2 separate regions of the Xenopus laevis genome follow, and region 1 is linked to region 2. The links are chromatin contacts, called in public Hi-C maps. All regions are on one chromosome and are shown on one strand. Each heading gives the region's core, a stretch centred on a gene start, on an enhancer-like site or on the middle of the called end of the contact. The rest is flanking DNA. Distances are from core to core; before and after follow the strand shown.

What was found. A called contact is a pair of places that touch in the nucleus more often than the background predicts.
Region 1: a contact with region 2 is called in a Hi-C map of the XTC cell line, with 3 times the contacts expected there. The contact joins the promoter of gdf5.S here to the promoter of kcns1.S in region 2. A contact is called at or near these places in 2 of 4 Hi-C or Micro-C datasets (the XL177 cell line and the XTC cell line).

What each region holds. Positions count from the first base shown.
Region 1 is chr9_10S:3,743,717-3,751,087 of Xenopus_laevis_v10.1, forward strand. It overlaps gdf5.S (growth/differentiation factor 5), which reads left to right and starts at 5,343. Exons shown (of 2, transcript XM_018237832.2): 1 at 5,343-6,387. The coding sequence starts at 5,763.
Region 2 is chr9_10S:3,591,117-3,598,731 of Xenopus_laevis_v10.1, forward strand. kcns1.S (potassium voltage-gated channel subfamily S member 1) reads right to left here and starts at 5,351. Exons shown (of 3, transcript XM_041578834.1): 1 at 5,132-5,351; 2 at 2,504-3,494; 3 at 413-1,746. The coding sequence starts at 3,469. The coding sequence ends at 1,357.

The sequences.
Region 1 (7,371 bases), core at 4,093-6,592, 150 kb after region 2:
GGAGCTACACGAGTCAAAGTGCTCTGGAGTCCAACCCCTTTTAAAATAAACATTTAGTCCCAAATATAGAAGTACTAATAGGTACTCTGATCTCACCTAAAAAAGAAGAAAGTCTGTGCATATGACAATTAAGGAGTAGGATTTTTTTAAAAAGAATTTAAATGGATGGACATGGCCCTTGGGGCACCTATATAGAAAATATGACTTTGGCTGGGGGGCAGACTGCAATGAGGCCATACATGACTCTGCTCCTTTACAGGAATATACTTTTATAGCAAAAAGACCAACTGCATGTCAGGGAAGAATGAATAAATGCAATTAATAAAAACATCTGGACAAACAAGGTAAATGTAGAAAAAATAAATTGGAATTATACCACTAGATGGCAAAAGAGTGTAAAGAAATGAACTGCAAAAAAGCAGTTGTAGCAAAATTTAAAGAGATTTGTTTTGAAAAAAGTCATCTGTATTGATGCCTTTAGTAGGGTAATGAAAATGTACTTTTGAAATGCGCATTCAAATAGCCAAGCCCCTTTATTGCTCCCACAAAGCCATGCTTTATTGCTGACATTTAACTTGGTTTATGGCAAGATACCTGGTGGTCCAGTGGTGCGTGGGGGACGCCTGCAGCCGAAACTTCCTTCAACCTGACGGGCAAAGGTCAGGTCAGGCAGCGAGCATGAAGAGGTCAGGGGCAGGCAGGATCAAGAACAAGGATCATGAAAAATAGACCTACGGTGGGCAATGAGTAGTCGGTTGAGGGCCCTTTAAATATTTGAATTTCACAAATATTTATAGGGCCCTCAACCTACTACTCATTGTCCAACGTAGGTCTATTTTTCAAAGTTCCTGGTTGCGCTAATATTCTGTCTAATCCTTGTTCTTGATCCTGCCTGCCCCTGACCTCCTCTTGCTCGCTGCCTGACCTTTGCCTGTTATTGACTTCTCTCCCGGATCCTATTAGTGTGTTTGACGTGGCCTGTGATCTCAACTATTCTCTTGTCTCTCAAATTTGTTCTGCTTCCCTTGATTGATATCGGCCCGGCCTGTTCCTCAACCACACTCCTTGTTCTACGTTCCAGTTACAATGTTTGGTTCCCTTGTCTGCCCAGAACCCTCTCCCTGGTCCTCTAACGTTAAGACCTGGTGGCACCTGAGAAGCGAAGGGCTCCTCCTAAAGAGAAAGGTGGTTGTTATAGGCGGAAGAGTGAGCCACGATTGGATCATGGCGCTAGTTCTGGGGTTGGGACTCCGTTCATAACAGTTTATGACAAAACAATCAGGTCACAATGGTCTCAAACCCATTATTTACAATGTATGGTATAGCAGCACTGCAGGTAGTCATGACTGAAAGGTTTGTGCCAGAATTGAAGCCTACAAATGACGGGTAGAAATGCTGAATTTTATTTTCTGAAGTTACAGTCCCAGCCTGTCCAGTCAGCAGCCCTATAACAAAAGTAGAAGTGGGGAGAAGTTGCTAAGAATAAACAAATCAAGGAAAGAACAGAGGGTGTCAGATCAGGGATAACAAACTGGATCAAAAATAATACAGAAGGAGAGAAGATAAAGTATGAGCTTGAGGTGACTTTCTTTATTTCCATTGTTGGTTCATTCTTATACCTTTATGTCTCACTATTTTATAGAATCAAGTCTAAATTTCGTTGTTTTTGTTCTTTTTCCCTCCTGATTAAAATTTCTTTAACTTTTGTTTATCAACTTCTCTCTCTTGTTGCTTCGGTGAACAGTACAAGGCAGGAACGTTTGCCTCCAATCAGGGTATTTCCATCTTGCCAGATGTGCTCAACTACAGTCTTCATTCTTGTAAAGCTCCACGAAAAACCCTCATTTCCTGAATATCAAAACATGCTCATTTTCAATATAGAGAAATTCTTTGTTTTTCCACGTGTTTTTACAAATATGTGGATATTTTTATGCTGTAGTAATAATGAGAATGCCATTGTGCCGTTACTTAATGATGGCTCTCTTTGTACCTTACCACTTGTTAATCATGGAGGGACTTGCTCAGTCCAGACCTGCCAGTCCCAAGGCTCTTTTTTATGTCAGAAAAGATATATGGTAAAAATAACTAAAAATAAGCCCTACATTCTCAAGACAGTAATTTCTTTACCTAAAAAGAACCAAATCAACTCTTTACAACCCTGTTTAACCTTCAATCTCTGTGCCCTGGTCAACCACCAAGTTTGCCCTCATATCTAGAACTAATCCACTTCTTCATCTGAAAATAAGTCCCTGTATTCTGACCTTGTCACTCTTCCCTGCTATAGAAGCATTCTGACCACGACTATTGATGGAGGTCATCCAACCTCAATAACCAATAAGAAAATGTTTCCTAAATACATGAATGAGAACTTGCTGTGGGTGGTCACCCTACATAATTCAACCCTTTTAGCCAGTCAACCAATTGCAGGGTAAAACTTTTTAAAATGAAGCATAACAAAAGTGGTGTTAAGGTGAGATAAGAGATCTCAAACCTGCTCAGAGGTGCTACAAGATCCAAGTGCAATGTCCGATTATTATGAAATGAAAAATATGATGTTGGACATACTAGATGTGATGGGCAATGTTGTTATTGCTCAGGAAAAAGAAGCAAAGAGAGACCACTTAAATAAAACCTTAAAGGCTTGTAGCTTTCTTCACACAGATGGTGAGTTGGCTATTGAATGACCACAAAAAAAAAGTAGAGAGTGTTACAAGGAGGTGACTGCCGTTTTACAGTTTACAATCTACTGGTGCGCACTGGTGAGACAAAGGTTTATGGTGGAAGATGGACCTTGTGAGAAAAGGTGGTGACTATGAAACAACCAGGAACATATGAAGACACCCTTTTGGGGACTGCATGATACCTGCTGACTTTTTGCAACCCAAGGGCAGACAGCCTAGATTAGGGTTCCCCAACCTTTTTTACCCTTGAGCCACATTCCAATGTAAAAAGAGTTGGAGAGCAACACAAGCATGAAAAAAGTCTCTAGTGTGATTGGCTATTTGGTAGCCTCTATGTGGACTTGCAGCCTACAGGAGACTCTGCTTGGAAGTACAACTGTTTTTTATTCAAACAAAACTTGTCTCCAAGCCTGGAATTCAAAAATAATCACCTGCTTTGAGGCCACTGGGAGCAACATCCAAGGGGTTGGAGTGCAACATGTTGTTCACGAGCTACTGGTTAGAGATCACTGGCCTAGATTATGGAAGATAAACACAGCGAGGCTTATTTATCTGGGCAAATTTGAACCTGGGCTGATGGCACACCAAGAGATTAATTGTCAATGATAAATCTCCTCTTCTGCGGGTGACTAATGTCCTGTAAATGCCCTCCCATCAGCGATAAATTGAATCGCTGGCGGTAAATCCCATGTGTCGCTTCAATTCTCGGAAGTCGTCTAAAGTTGCCTCAAGAGGAAACTTCTAGCAACTTTTGGAAACTTTTATGAAACTTAGTCCTAGTGAAATTACATTCTACCCTTCATTTTCAAATGAATTAAACTCAAAATATCTTGAATTTTGCTAATACAACTCTCATTGACGTCCAGATAAATTCACCAGCTTTTTAGATGCTTTTTTAGATTTTTTTTTGAGCTTAGAATTCCAATAAAAAAATAAATTCAAATGCTGATAAATTTGCCCCTTAAAACAAAAACAAAAACACTTTACATATAGCTTACATCCAGTAAAAAGACGTGTCCGAGCTCTTACATTTCTGCACAAAGTCAAATATTACAGGTTTTAACCTGGGAATTGTGGGAAGAGGAAAGCAAATATCACCTTTTTGCCTTTGGTTTGGTACTTTTATACCAAAAGAACCACAGTTAAAGGGATACTGTCATGGGGAAAAAAAACTTTTTTTCAAAATGAATCAATTAATAGTGTTACTCCAGCAGAATTCTGCACTGAAATCCATTTCTCAAAAGAGCAAACAGATTTTTTTATATTTAATTTTGAAATCTGACATGGGGCTAGACATATTGTCAATTTCCCAGCTGCCCCAAGTCATGTGACTCTGATAAACTTCAGTCACTCTTTACTGCTGTACTGCAAGTTGGACTGATATCACCCCCCTCCCTTTCTCCCCCCCAGCAGCCTAACAACAGAACAATGGGAAGGTAACCAGATAACAGCTCCCTAACACAAGATAACAGCTGCCTGGTAGATTAAAGAACAACACTCAATAGTAAAAACCCATGTCCCACTGAGACACATTCAGTTACATTGAGAAGGAAAAACAGCAGCCTTCCAGAAAGCATTTCTCTCCTAAAGTGCAGGCACAACTCACATGACCGGGGGCAGCTGGGAAATTGACAATATGTCTAGCCCCGTGTCAGATTTCAAAATTAAATATATAAAAATCTGTTTGCTCTTTTGAGAAATGGATTTCAGTGCAGAATTCTGCTGGAGTAGCACTATTAACTGATGTGTTTTGAAAAAAACATGTTTTCCGATGACAGGATCCCTTTAAAAGAGGATCGTTTTACAACACTGCAGCAATATGCGCTGTATCTATTTTTTATTAAAAAAAATCAGGTGCAAAATGTTTTTTTTTTCATGCTAAGAGTCAAGAACTGCTACCAACATCGTTCCTAAAGGAGGTAGATAATATATTTAATATATGTTGGTCCCTCCTTGATTTTTTTTTCTTACTATTTTAAATCCAGACTGCAGGGGACACTGCTGCTTTACATCACACTGGGAAAAAAATGAAAACATCTGGAAATGTATAGCATTGCTTTATACCAGGCATGGAAAGTTTTTTCTTCCCCCCCCCCCTCCGTGCTTAAATTTCCCATTTATTCTGGGCTACAATACTTAATTTTATAGAACATTTTATAATGTATTTTTAAAGTGCTACGGCATTACCACATTAATGCCATTTCGATTTTTTTTTTAATTTTTAATGGTTTGTTTAATTTGTTTTGGGAAATAGAAATAAAAGATCCATAACAATGAAAAAAGCCTATATTTAGATGTCACAACGCAATACTTAGGGTCGATTCAAAAACAATAAAAAATTAAAAAAGATACTTATGTTTACATTCTCGTTGAAGTTTATGTAAGGTTAATGCAGAATCATTCCCCCTCCCCCCTTTAAATGACATAATTTGAAGTTTCAGGTCCTACAGAATGGTTTAACATAGGGTATGAGTCATGTTAATGGAAAGGTTAAGGAAGATTTTTTTTTTTTTTTCTCAAGAAATATATCGCCCTTAAATTAGTTTAGACAGCATGACATCAGAGAGTAATTAAATTGGTTTTTGTTGGAATTCCGCTTCCAACTCCTGAGCTCAGGTTTGTAAAAGATTTCTGAGCACCTGCGAATCTCTGTGTGTGAAATATTTTCACTGGAATGGATTCAAATCTTAAAAAAAAAAAAAAAAAAAAAAAGGATTTACACAGAGGCAACATTACGCCATTCTTCCTCCTTGGAAAAAAAAAAAAAAACCTTCGGATTTAAACAAGACTCCTTCAAGTAGTCAGACAGTTTTGAAGCAGAAAAGAGGGAGGTAAAGTTTACCTTTCAAGAGCAACCTCTGTTCAGCTACACACTGGAGAAAGTAAGATTAGATCAGAACACATGTTACTTTTCACTATGGGACTGGATACCCACATTAAGCAAACAGATTTTAAAAGCAGAGTAAGAAGAAAGCTGTTTCTGCTGGCCTTGGTTTTCAGTCTCTTTCATGTTGTCTCATGCCAGTTTGGTGGAACCTTTGCCATTTGTTTCTTTGGTGATGTTCAAGAGAAGATCAAAGGATGAAAGTACTGAAATATATTCCTTTACTGCTTTGGTATCTGATTTGGGACTCCCTGGATCTAGTTCCTTTGGCACTGGGCCATTCTGAACAAAGTAATCCAGGAACCAAAGTAGGCATTGCTGTAACTGGAGGAAAAGAGAGAAACCCATTACCAAAGGTCAACGCAACCAGGACTGCAATCTTGGGTCATGGAGTTGGTCTTCAAAAGGGTAGGACCAAAGTTCCCCTTGTTCAAAGTAGAATTTTTCTCTCTAAAAATGAGGACTTCAAAAAACAAGCTGCCCGTAGAGCTATTCCACATGCCAAGGACAAAGTCGTTGAAAATGGGCAATCTGGGGTAAAAATCGAGACCCCAAGGCCTCCGCATGTTACCAGTAAGGCCTCTACCAAACTAATAAATATCCATGCAGATTCTGCTGGATTCAAACCAAGGAGACCTTCAAACCCACTGACTGAAAAAGAGCAAAAAGACTCTTTCAAGCACCCCCTCATTACGCCACATGAATACATGTTATCACTGTACCGGACTCTTTCAGATGTTGAAAGGAAAGGCATTAATGGAAGCTTGAAACTCGAGGCAGGATTAGCCAATACTATCACCAGCTTCATTGACAAAGCTCAAGGTAAGATGATTGGTTATATAATCTAAATAAAGTAATATTTAAGGATAAACATCTACTTTATTTCACAATAAGTGAATGTGTTTTTAATACAGGTTCCATACATGTTGGTACTAGATACAGTCATGCTCCTATAAGCCAAAATGAAAATGTTTCAGCTGAAATTTAATGTATAGAAAAAGCATTTTAGGAAATGTGGAGACCAAGTTTTAGGTGGAAAGTGAGTCATTTGTAGTAAAATATGTAAATAATGCCAACCTTATGATATGTTTTGATGTCGGGTGATATATTTTAAGCTTCGATGTCTTCTTATTAGTGTCATTTATAGTAAAAATTCATTTTAACAAGGTTTACTAATTTTGCCCTAAATCAAAAATGTTAAGGATTTGAAAAATATTACTGAAGGAGCTTGTTGATAATGGCAGTGTAGTCAACAGTCGTCGATGTACCTCCAACTCAGCTCCATCGTTTTTTCATAGGCTACATTCTTTAAGGTGTATGTGAAAGATCTTAATGAACGTGTATAACTGAACAGGTGTCGTATATCAAGTTCAAAATGAGAATCGCCACTAAATAAAGAACTTGCCGTGTCAATGTTACCCAGATCTTATTGATATATGGATAATATTCATGAGTTCCTCAGACAGTCATTGCCACCAGCCAAGAACCATCTCCTCATATGCTACTTTTTTTTTAATAAAAATATAATTATCATAATTCAATATTATTTCCAGTATGATATAGCAATAATACAAAATTTATTGCAGTCCAGCATTGCACTACATAGGAACCATAACAATGTAATTTAACAGAAAAAATTCCAAGTCAGAAAATAAATAATGAGTCTGCTTCCTCAAACAGGCAAAACATTGTTCCAAACTTTTCCTTAGACTGTAGTTAAAGGTGTTAGTATCTAAATAGCTATTCTCTTAAAGTAGCATTCCTACAAAAGCTCTTTATTAATGATAGATTTTACATTGCAGCATT
Region 2 (7,615 bases), core at 4,101-6,600:
CAATAAGCTGCCGACACGGTCTGTCGGCAGCTTTTATCGGCCCGTGTATGGCCACCTTAAGACTCCCTCTTGGAGCACTCGTATACCATGTGACCGAGTTCTTCTGAAGGTAGGAAGACTGGCATGTACCTAAATGTGGCATAGCAGATTTGTGATGTTAAATGTCATGTGATCATTATTAGCTCAACGATGACCTTTGAGAAACGAAGAATGAAAATTGTTGGCCACTGAAGGTCACTATTGCATAAGAGGCTTTCAAAGACGTTAACAACCCAGTCATATGATACACATATACCATGTAGCTAAATATTGATCCTTGCTCAGAATAACCTCCATCTGCAGGTTTCACTGTTCTTTTAGGGAATTAAAATACTAATACATAAACTATCATTTCTCAGGCTCTAAACACCAGTGGATTATGGGCGAGTTTATTCAGGCAAGATGTAACATTATGCATCCATAAAAGTGTTTGTTTCATATACAGCACATTTGATCATGATTGTAATGCACTGGTTACATTATGATCCCACTTCTTCTTTGGGTGACAACTCTTTCTATTCTTTGGCATAAGATAGTGAATGGCAGGTACCGTTTAAGGGGGGTCACTGTCAGGCAAGCTGAGGAAAAAGCTGCTTGTGTTGAGCAATCAGTCCACAATCATTGTCCATTAAACATCTTTATAAAAATAGTATTCACTTTTCTTTTCATTATCACATGCAAATCTACATGTTTTGTCCAATTTCTGGAAATTTGAGATCATGGCCGTACAGAATTAATTTGATTTGGGTGCCAAAATATATGAAAACCCAGTATCAAGGCTTATCCTACAACAGAGTTGAAGTAGAGTAGAAATGGGTTTTTTTTGGTAGGGTGGAGCAATAAAAATTATAACTCACCAAGATCATTATCTCTGGCTTTGGAAGTAAAATCAGAATATTAAACATTTTTAGAAGTCTTCTGAAACTATGAGGCCAGCCTCCATTCTATGGCACATTGGCGTTCTTAGTAAGGCTCTAGTAGTTCTTCATACCTCTTCTTCTAAAGAGCCATACTCCTGAAAAGGCTTATGGTCCAATACTGCAATAAGTAGTCCAAAAGACTTTCCTTTGTAGATAAGACTTTGCATTCAGATAGTGCTAGTCCTGACTTTTCCCTAAGATTATATTAAAATGCATCGAACATATATCAGTATTGTTGTACTTTCGGTAGTGAAGCTTCAGATGGGTGAGGCCCAAGTGTTTGAAGTAAACTATGATATGGATTATGTTAACTTTATATAGTCAATTATTTAATCATATTACTGTAAGCGCATTTGCTTTATGTTAAATATGCATGACATGACTAGTCTCCAAGTCCTCAAAGCTCTACAGACTGTTCTGAGTGTTTATCTTCAGCAACGTTGCTGTCTTTTCTGGGTATGCTATCGCTGTTCCTCACCGCATTCTCAAGAGCTTTCTGTCTGCGATAGAAGTGGGAGAACTTGTTGAATATGATTGTTATAGGCAGAGCCACCACTAATATCCCACCCAAGATACAACCAGAAGCCGCCAGTTTTCCCGCAACTGTAGCTGGCACAACATCGCCATAGCCCACCGTGGTCATGCTCACAGTGCCCCACCACCAGCATGAAGGGATTGTGTCAAAGCCAGTGTCTTCATCTTTTTCCGCAGTATATGCCATTCCGGAAAACACACAGACCCCAACTGCCAGGTAAAGAAGGAGTATTCCAACTTCCCTGTAGCTGTGCTGAAAGAGAAAACAAATATATTTGCCCATGAGCCGTCTGCTTTTTTTTCTGTGTATATGTCAGAACGAACAGCGGTTGTGCCCCAAAGACCTAGGTCACTCATGTGTAATAGTATTTATGCCTATTAAAGTGTCTGACTTTTGGTGAGGGTATTTATTAGGGTCAGAGGTGGGCAGAAAAGGCATGTGCCTAGGGTGCAAAGGTAAGGGGGTGCCAGACACAACCCCTATCTGTTGTCTACCTTCCCCTAGTTTGATTTGGAGCCCTTCCACAACTCTGCAGTATCTGAAGAGGTTTTAGCTTTGGGAAGGAGGTCATGAGTGAGCGGGGGGGGGGGAAGTGTTGAGCGAGGGGGTGAGGATTGTGAAGGCGAAAGAAGGCCTGAGGTACGTCTCTACATGACCTGGCACTGGTATTTATGTTTTCTTGCTTTATCCCATTTGGACAGTTCCTTAGAGTCTCATAAAGTTACCCCCAGTCCTTTGACATTGTTTAGTACAGCTGAGTAGCTCTGGGAAGTAAACATTTCTACTCTATCTGCTAAACTAATTCTCACAAGACACAGATGTTACTCTGCAGTACAGTCCATAACCTGCCATTGCCCCAGAACTTGCATCATGAATTGCAAATCAACTAAACGGGGGGGAAAAAAAAAAGATCACTGTCGCCATCATTCTGAAATGAATTTCTAAGATGGACATCCCCTTCCGCATAACTCTTTACCTTTTCTTCCTATGTACTTTGGAAAGCATGTACCTTAAGTGTAGCTCCAAGTGAACGCAATCCAGTGGAGTGTCTGGCCAACTTCAGAACCCGGAAGATCCTCATCAAGCGAAATACTTGGACAACTTTCCCCACATCTCCCAGCTCATAATCGCTGCCAACGGTCAAGTCTACCAAAAGGGTTAGATAAAACGGCAACGCCGAGACAATGTCAATGAGGTTTAATGGATGCCTGAAGAATTTCTTCAGGTTGGGTGTCAGAATCAGCCGTGAGGACACCTCAAACGTGAACCAGGAGATGCAGAAGTATTCCAGCTTGTGTAAAATGGGGTCATCTACAGGGGCCATATCCTCGTCCACTTGCTGGTATTCGGGCATGCTGTTGATGCACATGGTAGAAATAGAAATGAGAACGACACAAATTGAGATGAAACTAAATAATTTGCTAGGAATGGAGTAGCCAGGGTTTTCCATGGTGAGCCACAGGCGTTTGCGCAAGTTCCCACACCTTAAGTTATCAAAATACATGAGATCCTGGTTAACGTCAGAAATCTCATCCACAGAGGTCTCAATGCTGCTGGCTTCACTATCATCGTCCCAGTTGCGTCGCCTCCTTTCCAACTTGCGTTCGTGGTAACGGTAACTGCAACAGGAATCCAGGAAAAACTCACTGATTCCCCAGTATTCAATCTCTTGGGAGAAAGAGAAAGCGCACAGGTCGTTCATCATGTGGAGTTTCCCAGTCTCGTAGAAGTACAGAACGTAGGGGAAAAGGCCCGGGTTCCTGTCGAAATAAAACTCTTTGGACACCAAGTCATAGTCGTCGCAGATCTGGAGAATGGACTCTTCTGTCTCGCAGGAAAGCAACCGCCCCAGCCTCGTGTCTGGAAACTGAGACAAGGTGATGGGGCTGATGCGTTTTTTCATTCCACCTACGTTTATGTTAATGGCGTGATCTCTAAAATTGCCAATCCAAAACGGCTTGCTTTTGTGTACCATGGTCTTCGGATGTACCCTTGTGCTTCTGTAACAGAAAACCGTAGAAATGTAATTTCTTATAATCAGAATAGTGCATTATAATCAAAAATAGTGAACATTTTTATTTTTTGGGGGATTCGGAAGTCAAAAAATGAAGCCTGCCTAGCAGTCTAAAACTGCTAATATCTCTAACAAAATGAAAATTGCAAATTTGCTCAGGCAAATGTCAAATGTGAGGTGAAGTCTACTATACTCCCCTTTGGTATTCCTATTAGCCATAATGACCCAGACATGCCAGCAAGATCACTAATGAATTTGGATAATGAGCATTGCTTTATCACCAGGCATGCCAGTAAAATCACTGCAGTAAGTAGATTCAAATCACTTCAAGAACCCCAGGCATGTCAGTATGATCCCTGCAGAAAATGCATAATATGTGCTTTATTAACCCCAGACATGCCAGCAAGATCACTGAAGAACATGGATAGTGAGCATTGCTTTAACCCCAGGCATGCCAGTAAAATCAATGCAGTAAATGCATTCAGATAACCACATGAACCCCAGCTATGCTGTTGCAGAAAATGAATTCAAAACATTGCCCTGCAGTAGAATGACAGTTGGGGGGCAGTGGACTAGGGCCCTTTAAAATTCAGGAGCTAAAGCGGCTTCCTTAGTCATCTTGCCCTTAAAACAGTCGTATCTTACTATATAATATATATCATAGGGACCAAAGATAATTGCTTGAGAATGTAAGGTACAAATACATCACTATGGGCTGTGATTGGCTATTTGGTAGCCCCTATGTGGATTGGTAGCCGACAGGAGGCTGCCAATAAACCAGTTTTTTTTTTTTTTGAAAAAGAAGCACCTACTTTGAGGCCACTGGAAGCAACATTGAAGGGGTTGGTGAGCAACATGTTGCTCGTGAGCCACTGGTTTGGGACCACTGGTCTAACACATGGAGAGCTCCTTGACCCACTCATTATCCACATGATATGCCCCAACATGGTGACCCCCCACTAGAGGGGGGCCAGGGTGGCTTAGGGGGCTTTCTTGCAACAAATAATTTTTTTTCTCCCTTTTGGAGTGTGGGCTCTCTTAGCGGGTGAAATAATTACGGGATAGGTGTCTTTTAATTTATGGTGAGCCAAATTATAGAAAAAACAACCTTTTAAGGAAAGCATTCTGGATAATAGATCTAATTCCTCTACAATGAAAGCAAACAAAAACATGATTGAAATCCTGGTGTATATTCATTAAAACATCATAAAACCATATAATATTGTCTTTGACCCTAACACTGGAGGAAGAAAGGGTAAGTCAAAGGCAGATATTTTAAGGATCCCAAAATAGAATCATGAACACTGGTAGGTGATGATTTGCAGTAAAATTCTTAGGTCTCAAAGTATAGACTCACCAGTTTGGAGAAGGGGTCCAGGTGCACCGCCCTGAACCTTCAGTCGAGGGAGCGGATAACCGAGTAGAAAAAATGAGCAGAAACATTGGGGGCCACTTTTAAAAAAAATGCATCCTCAAGGGCCAAATTGATTGTGTTATCCAAGAACTTGCATTTATTAGCAGATTCCATCCACCACCTGAAATGATTCGGACTCTACAGATACAACCTATATTCATATAGAAAGAAAATCTTATCTTATGTGAAAAAAATCTGAAAATTCGTACCTGATTCAGAAAAATGCTGGTATCTTCATGGGACATCAAAAATCAAGTGCGGTTTATGGACGAGGTGTAGAGAATCCAGTTTAGAAGGAGAGAATGAATTACGGGGACTTAAGGCAGAGTCTTCAGAAGGACATCTTTGCATGAAACCATGGAAAACCTCTTGCAGAAAGAAAGGGTTCTGAAAGGATGGTGCGTGCCCTGAGACCTCCTATGTCGTCTGAAGCTCCTTCCAGCACACTTGGTCTTGTAGTGAGATCCAGTTACTTAAATATTGATGTACTGTACACACATTTCCAGGCAGCTGCCAGTAGGAACTCTTAAGGTTGTAAAGATGAACACGTAAAAGCCGTTAACCTCTTGAGTGGTCGGACGCAGCTGCTCGGCAAACTTTGCATGGTTCTCGGACGGTGTCAACTGCGATGGTGTTACGGCATCTGTCACTCATTGTAACCTGGACTGAATCCATGCTTCTGATACAAGCCAAAAGGATAGCAGTGACTCGGCACATTTTTAAAATTGAAAAAAAAAAAATCCTATTTCTTAAAAATTTTAAATTTTTTTTTAAATTTCAGAATTGAGTCGTATGATCAGACTGATCAAGTTCAGTTTTTCCGTTCTAGGAGAAGCTATTCTTGTTGGCAAGGAGACCATGTGGGTTATAAGGTTCAGCCTGTAAACAATATATAGTGAATAATGTACTCTCTATTGTAATATAACTAGAACAGAGATCCCCAACCTCTTGAACCTATGAGCAACATTCAGAAATTAAAGGAGTTGGGGAGCAACACTAACATGAAAAATGTTCCTTGGGTGCCAAATAAGGGCTGTGATTGGCCATTTAGTAGCCATGATCCTCTGAGTCTGCATGGTATTTGCTGTCATACTGATTTCTCTTGTTTATGTGAAAATCAAATATAATATTTTAAACATTTAGTAGCCCCTATATGGATTGTCAACCTACAAAAACAAGCACCTACTTTGAGGCCACTAGAAGCAACATCCAAGGGGTTGGTGAGCAACATGTTGTTCACAAGCTACTGGTTGGGGATCACTGCACTAGAAGAAGGGACACGTTTATTGGGCCTAACCCACACTCATACTTTATTAATGCACAAACTTATTTCAGGTTCTGTGTGTGGAGTCTGAAGCCTTTAGAACTTGAATTATTAACTTCTGATTGCTGGTGGGTGTATGTTCCCCTGTTGCACTATCCCTGTGCCAGGGTTTTACATAAACATAATAGCTATGCATTTTTAACACCGTGCTGAACATTAGTGCAGTCGTGCATGAGCTAAAGTAAACTTAGTGAATGGAGTCAAGTAGGCTTGGGATTGAGCAATGGAGTCTGTTGGGTTACTGTTGACTGCTAACCATGTGCCAAGTATGAAGAGGCTCAGCTCGCCCGACTTTGTAGTTATTTTTCCCTTTATTGTACCTAGTGTTGTAGAATATACACATTAAAATGGTTCTATGGTGTCTCTCTATCCATAGGGTATAAGCAAACTTCTATGAGACCACACAGTAGCTGTGAATGATGCCCTATGTTGGTGACCCTCTCTGGTAGAATTCCCTGTTTAAAGGCCTGATTTCTCTCATCTAATCATATTTGTTAATGTAATATTTGTTGTATAGGAGATATAATGTGGTTATTATGGAGGCCTTAACATTCCTTATGGCGACATTTATATGGTCTCCAGAGTATCCAGATTGCAGCACCACTTCTCGTATTAAGGTGTAGACATGGAGTGGAGGATTATTATTTTACCATAAGATCCCTACATAGAGTGGCCTCCTTATGCTGAACGTGCACCCCTTACATGGAGTATTCCACTGGTTTTATTTTTAGGTCCTGGTTGACCACAGAGCTATGGACGGCTCAAACCAGAAACAGATGGTGGTGATTTTACAGACTGGCTCCACTCTCATGGTTATTTGATTTAAAGAATAATCCATGATTAATCCGCTCAACTGTGTACAGCCTATATTTTAGCGGCATATGTTCCAGGCTTTTGTCAATCAGGCCGAAAGCAGTGAATGTGACAATGAGCGCAAACCGCTGGAAAATGAAACTATTCACCCATAAGTATTACCACTAGATGTCTCTAAAGTGCTACGTGACAGTAACGTTTCAGAGCCAAGGGAAGCCGCAATGAAATAAGTACAGACTGGCTAGATTAGGAAAAAGTCTGGAACCCTGTTAGCCAGGCAAATAGTCGCACCTTTAGATATTTCCTCAACTTCTGAGCAATGTTTCCAAAGCTTAATATATTTATGATCTTTAGCCAAAATAGGCCGCACCTTGCCATCACTTTTTCTAGACTAGCAAGGGATTGGACTTTAACTTTTGTTGCATAGGACTGCTGTATGGTTTGCCAACTTCAGCTGTCCAGTTCCCAACCCAACCAGGACCAACCAGCGCCAACCAGTAAAATGTACAGTTGTCAACTAAACTGTGATTTGGGTGATAATCCAAATAACCCGAAT